Regions from separate parts of the Mus musculus genome. Here region 2 is linked to region 1. Evidence: chromatin contacts called from public promoter capture Hi-C data. All regions are on one chromosome and are shown on one strand. Each heading gives the region's core, a stretch centred on a gene start, on an enhancer-like site or on the middle of the called end of the contact. The rest is flanking DNA. Distances are from core to core; before and after follow the strand shown. Region 1 overlaps Frmd5 (FERM domain containing 5). Region 2 holds the start of Ctdspl2 (CTD (carboxy-terminal domain, RNA polymerase II, polypeptide A) small phosphatase like 2).

Region 1 (4,837 bases), core at 755-3,254:
GGAGAGGGAAGTGACCCAAGTGAGCTCGGACTCAGGAGCCGCATACAGCCTGTAACAGCATAAGGAAAGACAAGGCACAGCAGACAGTGCATCCGAGCTGAGCTGCAGCTCTAAAGATGTGGCAAACTGAAGACACTTGGCTGTTCATTACAGAAAGCCTCAAATGACCTCAGGACCATGTCATGTATGTCTACAAACCATGCATTTCTAGAAGCCTGCCTCCCCCAAGCCCGGTAGACTCACACAGACTGGCTGAGAAATCTAGGATCTATTTGCCCACCAGCCTGTACTTCTGGAAACGGGAAATTATTACCTTCCCTTCAACACAGCCTCTCCTAAGCAGCCTACGGGAACTAGGGAAAGTGCCGGTACCATTTTCAGACATTTTAGGAGCTTGTCTCATTCTAGGGCTCTATTCCCTACCAGTCCTGTCTGCCCCCCAAGACACACTGCAGAAAGGCTGGGTGTCCCGTGAAAAGAAGTGAAGGAATCTAACAGAATCTCTGAGACTCGGGGACCACGGTTAAGAGAATTTGTTAAATATCTAGGCACCCCTCTCTGTGCACTAAGTGGTTCTCTCTCCGTTTCATCTCAGAGCAGGGATGGTCCCTAGCCGCAGCTGTCCTTCTATAACCCATGGCCCACGACTGAGCAGCGTCCCCAGGACACGAAGAAGAGCTGTGCACATCTCTATCATGGAAGGTGAGTGTGCGCTCCTGGAAATGACGCCGGTGTCTGAGCACTGTAAGGAGGCTAAGTTCCTCCCCAGGGGCTGTATTAGTTACTTTCTGCTGCTGTGATACAATTCCAGGACCAAGACAATGTATGTAGGAAAGTTTATTTTGAGCCAGGCACAGGCCTTTAATCCCAGGAGGCTGAGGCAGGCTGATCTCTGAGTTCGAGGCCAGCCTCGTCTACCGAGTGAGTTCCAGGACAGCCAGAGTTACAGAGAAACCCTGTCTTGAAAACACAAAGCATATCACGGCGGAGAGGCAGGGCAGCCTTAGCTGGCTTAGCAGTGGAACAGAGCTGGGCGCTAGCATCTTCAAACAAGCACACGGTAGAGAGAGAGCCTGAAGTGAAGTGAAGCCCAAGTGGTGTGCTTCCTCCAGATCCTAAACCACCTCAGCACTGCCAACTGGGCACCAAGTGCTCAAACACCCAAGACTCTGGGAGACAATCTCACTCAGACCAGAGACTCGAAAAAATCCTATTTGCTTTAGAGATAACAGCAGTCTCTTGGGTAAGAGCCCAGTGGGAGGTAGAGGTTCTATACAAAGGTGGGGACACAGCGGAGTGTTTAGTCCCTAGCAATGATGTGGCGGCGATCAGTACTCGGAGGCAGAGGAAGCTGAGGCAGGAGTTAAAGGTCAGCATAAAGTACATAGCAAGACCTCATCTCACACACAGAACTGCTCAGGTAGGGATGAGTATCATTCTGTGGGAGGGTCTCTGGTTTGTATTATTCACTTATGGCTGACACAGAACTCCAAGGAGAAACCTGGATAGGCGGATACCACCAAGGCCGGTGGTTGCTTCATTTGTAAAGAGGAGCCTCTCTCTGCCTGCTCGGCAACTGACAAGGATGCTAATGCACATGCATTGCTTTTGGTGAGGGTGAGGGTGAGGGTGAGGGTGAGGGTGAGGTGGCAAAGCTTCACGCTGTAGCACAGGCAGCCCTCCCACCTCAGCCTCCCAAATCCTGAGATTGAGTGTGAGGTACAGCACTTTAAAGAGAAGCCCTGCTAGGCAGTAATGGCGCACGCCTTTAATCCCAGCACTTGGGAGGCAGAGGCAGGAGGATTTCTGAGTTCAAGGCCAGCCTGGTCTACAGAGTGAGTTCCAGGACAGCCAGGGCTACAGAGAAACCCTGTCTTGAAAAAAACCAAAAAAAAAAAAAAAAAAAAGAAGAAGAAGAAGAAGAAGAAGAAGAAGAAGCCCTCCCGCCTGGCCTTTTGCAACTGTGGTGAAGTGCTGCTAACGAGCACAGCCGACTGTAGGGAGGAGCCATGAGGGATGGAACCAGGGCCTTCAAAAGGCACAAACGAAACCCCAAAGAACACGCTTTTGGCTGTGAAGTCAGCTCATTTGAAGGCACATCACAGAAGCCTTCTGACTTTTCTAGAAAAGCTTCATTTGCTTTCTAAAAATGGGGGAGGGGGGAATACAAAAACAACAACAACACAGCATTACAGTTTGAATGAAGCACAAAATCCCCACAAACAGGGACACTTTTAAAACAGTCTTGGAGGCCCAGAGGACACTGGGGAATGTCAGTTTCCTTTACCCACTGTGTCTGGACAGAATGTGGAGCTCAGCCAAGTGGGTTGTAGGACAGTCGGACATGGACAGACACAGCTCACTCCCAGCCCTGGAGCCACTTCTTCCTCAGTTCCTGTGTGACTTCAGTGCACATGGCCTAGATAAAGCCTGCCTGTGGCTTCAGAGCCTATTTTCTGGGACAGTTGTAGTTGGTCCACGGCCTTTCCCCTTCCCTCTGAGAGCCGGGGCCACGCGGGGCCTCGGGGAATGAGCTGCAGGCTGGCAAGCATTGCTTTTTATGGATGTAAGCACTTCTGGCCTATTCCAGTCCCCTGATAAGGATAGCCTCTGCTCTCCACGCTTCTCCCTCCTTCCAGCTCAGCCTGACATAAGGCTCTGGAGAGTCAGCACTCTGTCCAGGTGGAGGGCACTGCTGCCACGGCCTGGGGGGTGGAGATTCTTTGTACCTAGCTGGCTATTTCCTCTCCGTACCTCCTGGGCCTGGCTGGTGTCCCTTGAAGAAGGAACTGCCGTCCTGGCCTGCCATGGGAAAGAGTCTAATTAAGATTCAGACCAGAGTCCGTGTCCAGCTCCGGCTGACTAACCACTGCCTTCGGACCCTAAGCGTCCGCATCCTGAGGATGGGACCCCGGCTTCAGTGTAGGGTCCTAACAACTGTCCCCCCTGGCCCACTGGGAGCCACTTCTGGACAGAGGCATCAGCTAGATCACCTCAAAGGTAAATACACCTGTGCCACTTTGCCCCAGCGCCCGGAGACTAATGGGTCTGAGGAGGGGCAGGGTGAATGGTGGTTCCTATAGCAGATGAATCTTCTGAAATATGAAAACTTGTAGAAAATGGACATATCTGGACACCATTAAGGGAGGTAACTCAGACTCAAGACAAATACTACGTGTTTTCTCCCATGCAGATACTACCTTTTAATCTTGACATATGTGAGAGTGGTCCTAAAACCAGAAAGGAGACCATGGGGTGATGAGGGGTTAGGAATGTCGCTCAGTTGGGAGAATGCTTGGGTAACATGCACGAGGCTCTGAGTTTGATAAAGCTTGGTTGCATACATCTGTATTCCCAGCGTTTGGTGATGGCAGGGGGATTGGAGTTCAGTGTCATCTTTGACTACTCAGTGAGTTAAAGCCAAAGCAGGACTCAAGAGATGGCGCCTTTGAAAAACAAATGAGCCATTTTGAGAAAAGAGAATACAGTGTGCTATGAAATTGCACAAAAGGGTGCTGGGGTGGGACAGTTCAGGGAGCAGGGGAGCAGGGTGGGGGAAGGGCAACAAAAAGGGGTACTGGGGTGGGGCAGTTCAGGGGAGCAGGGTGGGGGAGGGGCAGCAAGAGATTGTTCAGAATTGCCATAATGGAACCTAATCTTCTAAATGATAACTTACAAAAAAAACCCCAAAAGCCATGTATTTGATTTAAAATACAAGACAAACCGTTTAAAGTGGGATGTTACTCCATAATCAATACTAAAGGTTTATGGTGATATTTCTGGATAATTTAAGGATACATAACATTTTGAATGAGATACATTTCATATACAACAAGAGATAAAAATGGATCCATAAAAAGGTTTTGAGATGGAGGGAGGGAGGGAAAAGGGAGAGGGTGGAGAAATGGGGAGGGGTGCTGGCTACATTTTCTTGTTCAGGACTGGCCTGATATTGAATGACCTTAAAGCAGTCTTCTGTTGAGAGGACAGAACATTAACATGCTTGGTGAACAACTGTGGTGGTCAGGCATTCTACTAGAAATGCCTGTCTGCCCATCCTCCTGTCTGCTGAGCTCACGGACAGCTTAGTAGGTGCCATAGCTTCTGACTCGATGTCCTGATGTCAGCCTCACTCTCCTTCCTCAGCCAGCTTAGGGATTAATCACAAGCCAAGATATTTTGTACTGAAGTGGCTGCTGGCACCAAAGCTGGTCATACTTGGGAGATCTGGCTGTCATAGATGTCCATGTGAGGGGACAGGCCTTTTAGAGGGTGTCATGTGCCAGGATCAGGCCACAGACAGGGCTTAAAGAGTTCTGTTTCATCAGTGACGCAGAAAGTATTTCTGTCATGCGTGCCAGCGGCCGCATCAGGAAATACAGAGAAGCCAAAGCATCCAGAGTTCTGGGGCAACGGCTCTTAATCCCAAGTTCCTTGGGTGCCTGAGTCCCAAGGCAGGTGCAGGCTGCAGACTTACTTATGTGCCCTGCATCCCATAGACCCCCACTGTGAGTCACAGGCTTGGATTCCATCCGCAGTTCTGCCTTGAGCCACATGACTTCTAACTATTCACCCCCTCCACTTTATGGAGTTGTTGAAAGACACAAATGAAAACTTTAAACATTTTTTTAAAATGTCCACTGGGTACTTCTTTTGCCCTGTTCTTGATGTCTGCATATGGAGTCCACAGCTACTGCTGCTGTACCGTGGAGCATAAGCAGCCACCTAAGGACCTGAGCTGACGCCACTGGATAGGAAAGAATGTTGTGACCCGGAAAGCTAATTCCTGTGCTTTTCGCCTTTCCAGGCCTTGAGTCGCTACGAGACAGTGCCCATT
Region 2 (4,837 bases), core at 1,405-3,904, 400 kb before region 1:
TAAGGCACCAGCACTATGCACAACTGAATGTTCTAAAATATACCTATCCTATTTAGTATTCCTACACAATCCTATTATTGCAATACAACTATAGCACACATGAGAAAAAGACTAGATAGCACTTGGCAGTTTTCACATCCTTTCAAATCATGCATAGGAGACTATTAGGAATATAGGGACTGGCCTGGCTGTGGTGGCGCTTGCCTTTAATCCCAGGCCTCTGGAGATAGAGGCAGGTTGGATTTCTGTGAGTTCAAGGCCACCTTGATCTACAAAGTGAGTTCCAGTACAGAGCTGTGACACACACACACACACAAAATCATGTCTCACAAAACAAAAATTAAACAAAAAAAGAATATAGGGTCTAGTTGAATGTAGTACAATACTGATTCTGCTACCTATAAACTAAATTTTATCAAAAAACCTACCCCTAAAACATTGTTAAAACACAGAGAAAGCCTGCACCAGACATAATTTATCCCAATTCTTCTGAGTAACATAATTGGTCCCATTTTAAAATGAAATGACTCAACAAGGACTCAGGCTGTCTAAACTTTCACTCCCCAAACCCCGAAATCAAGCAGCAGTGAGGAAAGAGCAGTGAGGCCCAGGTCACTCCTAAATCTACTTCATATAAGAGCTATGTTTACCTTGACTTTCTTTATGACCTTGGGCTAAGTCTTTCAAATAAAAACTATAATGTTTGCATGTGCCTGCTTATTACTGAAATTTAATCCTAACATGTGAACAGCAAGTGAAGTACTTTAGGCTGCACCTATGAAGCAGAAGGCTACTGAGTGAGAAACATTAACTAATATGTAATATAAGCCATGTTTTAATCTTCCGTTTTATTCCAGGGGAGAAAACACCTATAATGCCCCAAACTCGACATGACCAAACCATTGAAAAAAAATTGAGAAACTCTATTAAAAAAAGAAAAATCAAAACAAAAGCCAGTAAAAACTAGCTTCCACATGCCATGTCACTGCTTTTATAGAGATAATTGCTGGACCACAAACACAAATGTGTAGCTTGGCATTTCATGAATCAAAGTAACAGGCAATCTACAATCTAAAACATGTAGATAAGCCTATCATTTCAAGGCACTAATTTGTATATGGATGTAACCGTAATCTTGGTATTGTCTTAGTAGCATGAGAAAGATAACACTCCCTGCCTTGCCTTGGAGTAGCATCTAAGAATACTCATGTCAGGAGCTTAGGGTAGTTTCCTGGCAGTATCTCAGTAGGTTTCTCCGAGGTACTCTGAGAGTGCCTAACGTCATTCACACATCCAGCTACCACTAGGGCGAGAAGTAAATAAACACTATTTATTTATGCAATTATTTATCACAGAATCCTGGTCAAGAACGCAAAGGTAAACTCATACGGACTTACCCAACGTAAACAACATGCTAAATAGAATTAAGATTCACCCTTAACTAACCACTACGGAAATCAGAGGCCTCCTACACACGCTGGTTTTTACTACCACACTTGACTTTAAAAAGTAGTAATGTCAACTCAACATTTTAGCAGTACAGAAAACGACAGAAGCTCCAAGAACCTCTTTCCAGATTCTCAAAGGATGTCTGTAAGAGCTCAAGTAGAGAGAGCAACGCCCCCCTAATGCACCCTACAAGAATGAAATACCAAAAACATTACGTGGGCCCACAAGAAGGTTCGAAAAGGCAATCTAACTTAATTAGCTATCGGGTCCACGGGGTCAGAGACTGGGAACGTGAGATGGGGTTGGGGGTGGGTAGCAAAGTGAAATCTAACCCCAGAAATCACAACACAGGCCGCAGCCTAAGAGCTGAAGCTGGCGGGAAGTGAGCTCCCTGGCCGTTCCCTGGGGAAAGTCCAAGCCAGAGCAGCTTCCACGACAGTGGACGTACAAGGCGCCAACAGTGCATGCCTACGGACGTTGCTGGAACCGCTGAGGGCTCGGCTAGAGAAGGGGAGGAGATCCCGGCAGACGGCCCTGAGAGAGGACTGAGCTTCGGAGCAACGGCAGCGTCTGGACCAAGGGAATTACCTTCACTGTGACGACAGAAAAGTGTCTTCGGGCTCCGGCGATGGTCCCGACTGCGCAATAGGTGGTGTCTTTCCCGCTTATCCCTCAGCAGCAACAGAACCAGCTCCTTCAGCCAGTCGCCATTTCCCGCCTACCGACCTGCTGCACCGCACGGACAGGGACCCGGATGGAAAGCGGCCTCCCTGCGCAGGCGCTCTGGCTCCCTCCTCCCCCGCCCGCCCCGATCCGGAGAGGCGGGAGGGAAGGAATGCGGGAGGCCTGGGCGGCAGCGGGGGAGGGGAAACCAACTTTTACTACCGTGAAGAGGCTGAAGTTTCTGCCGCCTTAGGGAACTCACCAGAGCGAATTCCTGACCAAAAGAAAAACAAGAAACAACAACAACAAAAAACAATGAAAAAAAAATGAGCTTAGGGCCCGAGGAGTTAGACTGGACTCAGCCTCCGATGGGGCTCGGAGCGTGGGGGACGTTTGTACTTCGGGGGCCTCCGTAGCGGGCTGCGGGGTGGTCGCAGGGGGAGTAGGGAGGAAAGCGTTAGCAGCGGAGGCGGGGACGCCGGGGGCGGTTTTCCCTCCCGCCGCTAACGGAACCGCCTAGAGCCGGGCGACAAGGAGAGCGCGCCCTGGCCTGGGAGGCGGGGTTTAAGAACGCGCCGCGCACCCAGCGGCCAGGGTTAGCGACTAGGCGGCGGTGGGTGGAGCCGGCGGGAAGGGGCGGTGCTAACGGCTTGGCGCGCTGGAGCGGGAGCCAGTGCCTTGCGCTCCCGATGGCCAGACCCAGCCTGGTCCCGGTGCTTTCGGAGGTTCGCGGAGTGTCCCCGAGGTTCTCTTCCTAGGTCACTTTGCTAGCGGGAGCCCCTGTTGCCCTTGGACCTATGAAGGAGACTCTTAACCCTTCCCTTCCTCGCGATGTGGGCAGTGATCCTGTACGCTTAAAACTCGAGTCTTTCAAATGGGTTTTCACACACGACTGTGGGCTCCATCTAGAATCTGGATGATTCTTAATCTTCTTGATGCTGAAACGCTTTTAATAGAGTTCCTCATGTATGATGACCCCACCAACCATAAAATTATCTTTGTTGTTACTTCATGGCTGTAATTTTGCTAGTGTCATGAATCGGAATGCAAATATGTTTTCCCATGATCTTATTCAACCTGTGGTTTGACCTCTTAAGGGTTGCAACCCACAAGTTGAGAAACACTGGTCTAGATAGCACTTTTGACTGAAATTCCAAGCTGATCTCATTATTCTATAAGAAATGCTGATTGAGACAGGAGAGGCTTGGACGCCAGTCTGAAGAGAACAATCCTAGGGTTTGCAGAAAAGAGCTTGATCCACGAGTTCGGAAGTCCTGATTCCTGCCTGTCAGCTCTTCTACTTCAGTCCTGAGCACAGTCAACATGCCTAGGGGTCAAAAGAGTAAGAGCCGCTCCCGTGCTAAACGACAGCAGTCACGCAGGGAGGTTCAAGTAGTTCAGCCCACTGCAGAGGAAGCAGGGTCTTCTCCTGTTGACCTGAGTGCTGGGTCCAGCTTCCCTGGTGGTTCTGCTCCTCAGGGTGTGAAAAACCCTGGATCTTTTGGTGCAGGTGTATCCTGCACAGGCTCTGGTATAGGTGGTAGAAATGCTACTGTCCTGCCTGATACAAAAAGTTCAGATGGCACCCAGGCAGGGACTTCCATTCAGCACACACTGAAAGATCCTATCATGAGGAAGGCTAGTGTGCTGATAGAATTCCTGCTAGATAAATTTAAGATGAAAGAAGCAGTTACAAGAAGTGAAATGCTGGCAGTAGTTAACAAGAAGTATAAGGAGCAATTCCCTGAGATCCTCAGGAGAACTTCTGCACGCCTAGAATTGGTCTTTGGTCTTGAGTTGAAGGAAATTGATCCCAGCACTCATTCCTATTTGCTGGTGGGCAAACTGGGTCTTTCCACTGAGGGAAGTTTGAGTAGTAACTGGGGGTTGCCTAGGACAGGTCTCCTAATGTCTGTCCTAGGTGTGATCTTCATGAAGGGTAACCGTGCCACTGAGCAAGAGGTCTGGCAATTTCTGCATGGAGTGGGGGTATATGCTGGGAAGAAGCACTTGATCTTTGGCGAGCCTGAGGAGTTTATAAGAGATGTAGTGCAGGAAAATTACCTGGAGTACCGCCAGGTACCTGGCAGTGATCCCCCAAGCTATGAGTTCCTGTGGGGACCCAGAGCCCATGCTGAAACAACCAAGATGAAAGTCCTGAAAGTTTTAGCTAAAGTCAATGGCACAGTCCCTAGTGCCTTCCCTAATCTCTACCAGTTGGCTCTTAGAGATCAGGCAGGAGGGGTGCCAAGAAGTAGAGTTCAAGGCAAGGGTGTTCATTCCAAGGCCCCATCCCAAAAGTCCTCTAATGTGTAGTTGAGTCTGTTCTGTTGTGTTTGAAAAACAGTCAGGGTCCTAATCAGTAGAGAGTTCATAGCCTACCAGAACCAGCATGCATCCATTCTTGGCCTGTTATACATTAGTAGAATGGAGGCTATTTTTGTTACTTTTCTAATGTTTGTTTAACTAAACAGTGCTTTGTGCCATGCTTTTTGTTAACTGCATACAGAAGTAACTGTCACTTGTCAGGTTAGGACTTGTTTTGTTATTTGCAACAAACTGGAAAACATTAGTTTTTACTAAAACATTGTGTAACATTGCATTGGAGAAGGGATTGTCATGGCAATGTGATATCATACAGTGGTGAAACAACAGTGAAGTGGGAAAGTTTATATTGTTAGTTTTGAAAATTTTATGAGTGTGATTGCTGTATACTTTTTTCTTT

The links. Promoter capture Hi-C pulls out the DNA fragments that hold promoters and counts their contacts.
Region 2: a promoter capture Hi-C map of the HPC-7 cell line shows a contact between it and region 1. The contact joins the promoter of Ctdspl2 here to the enhancer-like site in region 1. A contact is called at or near these places in 19 of 39 promoter capture datasets (the 3T3-L1 cell line, 3T3-L1-derived adipocytes, the C10 cell line and 13 more), 3 of 484 Hi-C or Micro-C datasets (the G1E-ER4 cell line, the HL-1 cell line and cortical neurons), 19 of 115 datasets of contacts at active chromatin or transcription factors (the NIH/3T3 cell line, T-cell acute lymphoblastic leukemia, bone marrow-derived macrophages and 11 more) and 3 of 9 other capture datasets (adipose tissue, embryonic stem cells and pancreatic islet).

Annotation. Positions count from the first base shown.
Region 1 is chr2:121,549,203-121,554,039 of GRCm38.p6, reverse strand. Frmd5 (FERM domain containing 5) reads left to right here. Exons shown (of 14, transcript NM_001360084.1): 13 at 596-702; 14 at 4,808-4,837. Among named protein-coding and RNA genes, the nearest start is that of Wdr76, 45 kb to the right of the region's middle. Within about 2 kb of position 2,004, at least 18 of the 459 cell types and tissues checked have an H3K27ac peak or open chromatin away from gene starts, as enhancers often do. A contact at or near this core is called in the HPC-7 cell line and adipose tissue, where this site is marked.
Region 2 is chr2:121,953,818-121,958,654 of GRCm38.p6, reverse strand. It overlaps Ctdspl2 (CTD (carboxy-terminal domain, RNA polymerase II, polypeptide A) small phosphatase like 2), which reads right to left and starts at 2,654. Exons shown (of 13, transcript NM_212450.4): 1 at 2,038-2,654. Mageb3 (melanoma antigen, family B, 3) reads left to right here and starts at 2,563. Exons shown (of 1, transcript NM_008545.2): 1 at 2,563-4,837. The coding sequence starts at 3,436. The coding sequence ends at 4,428.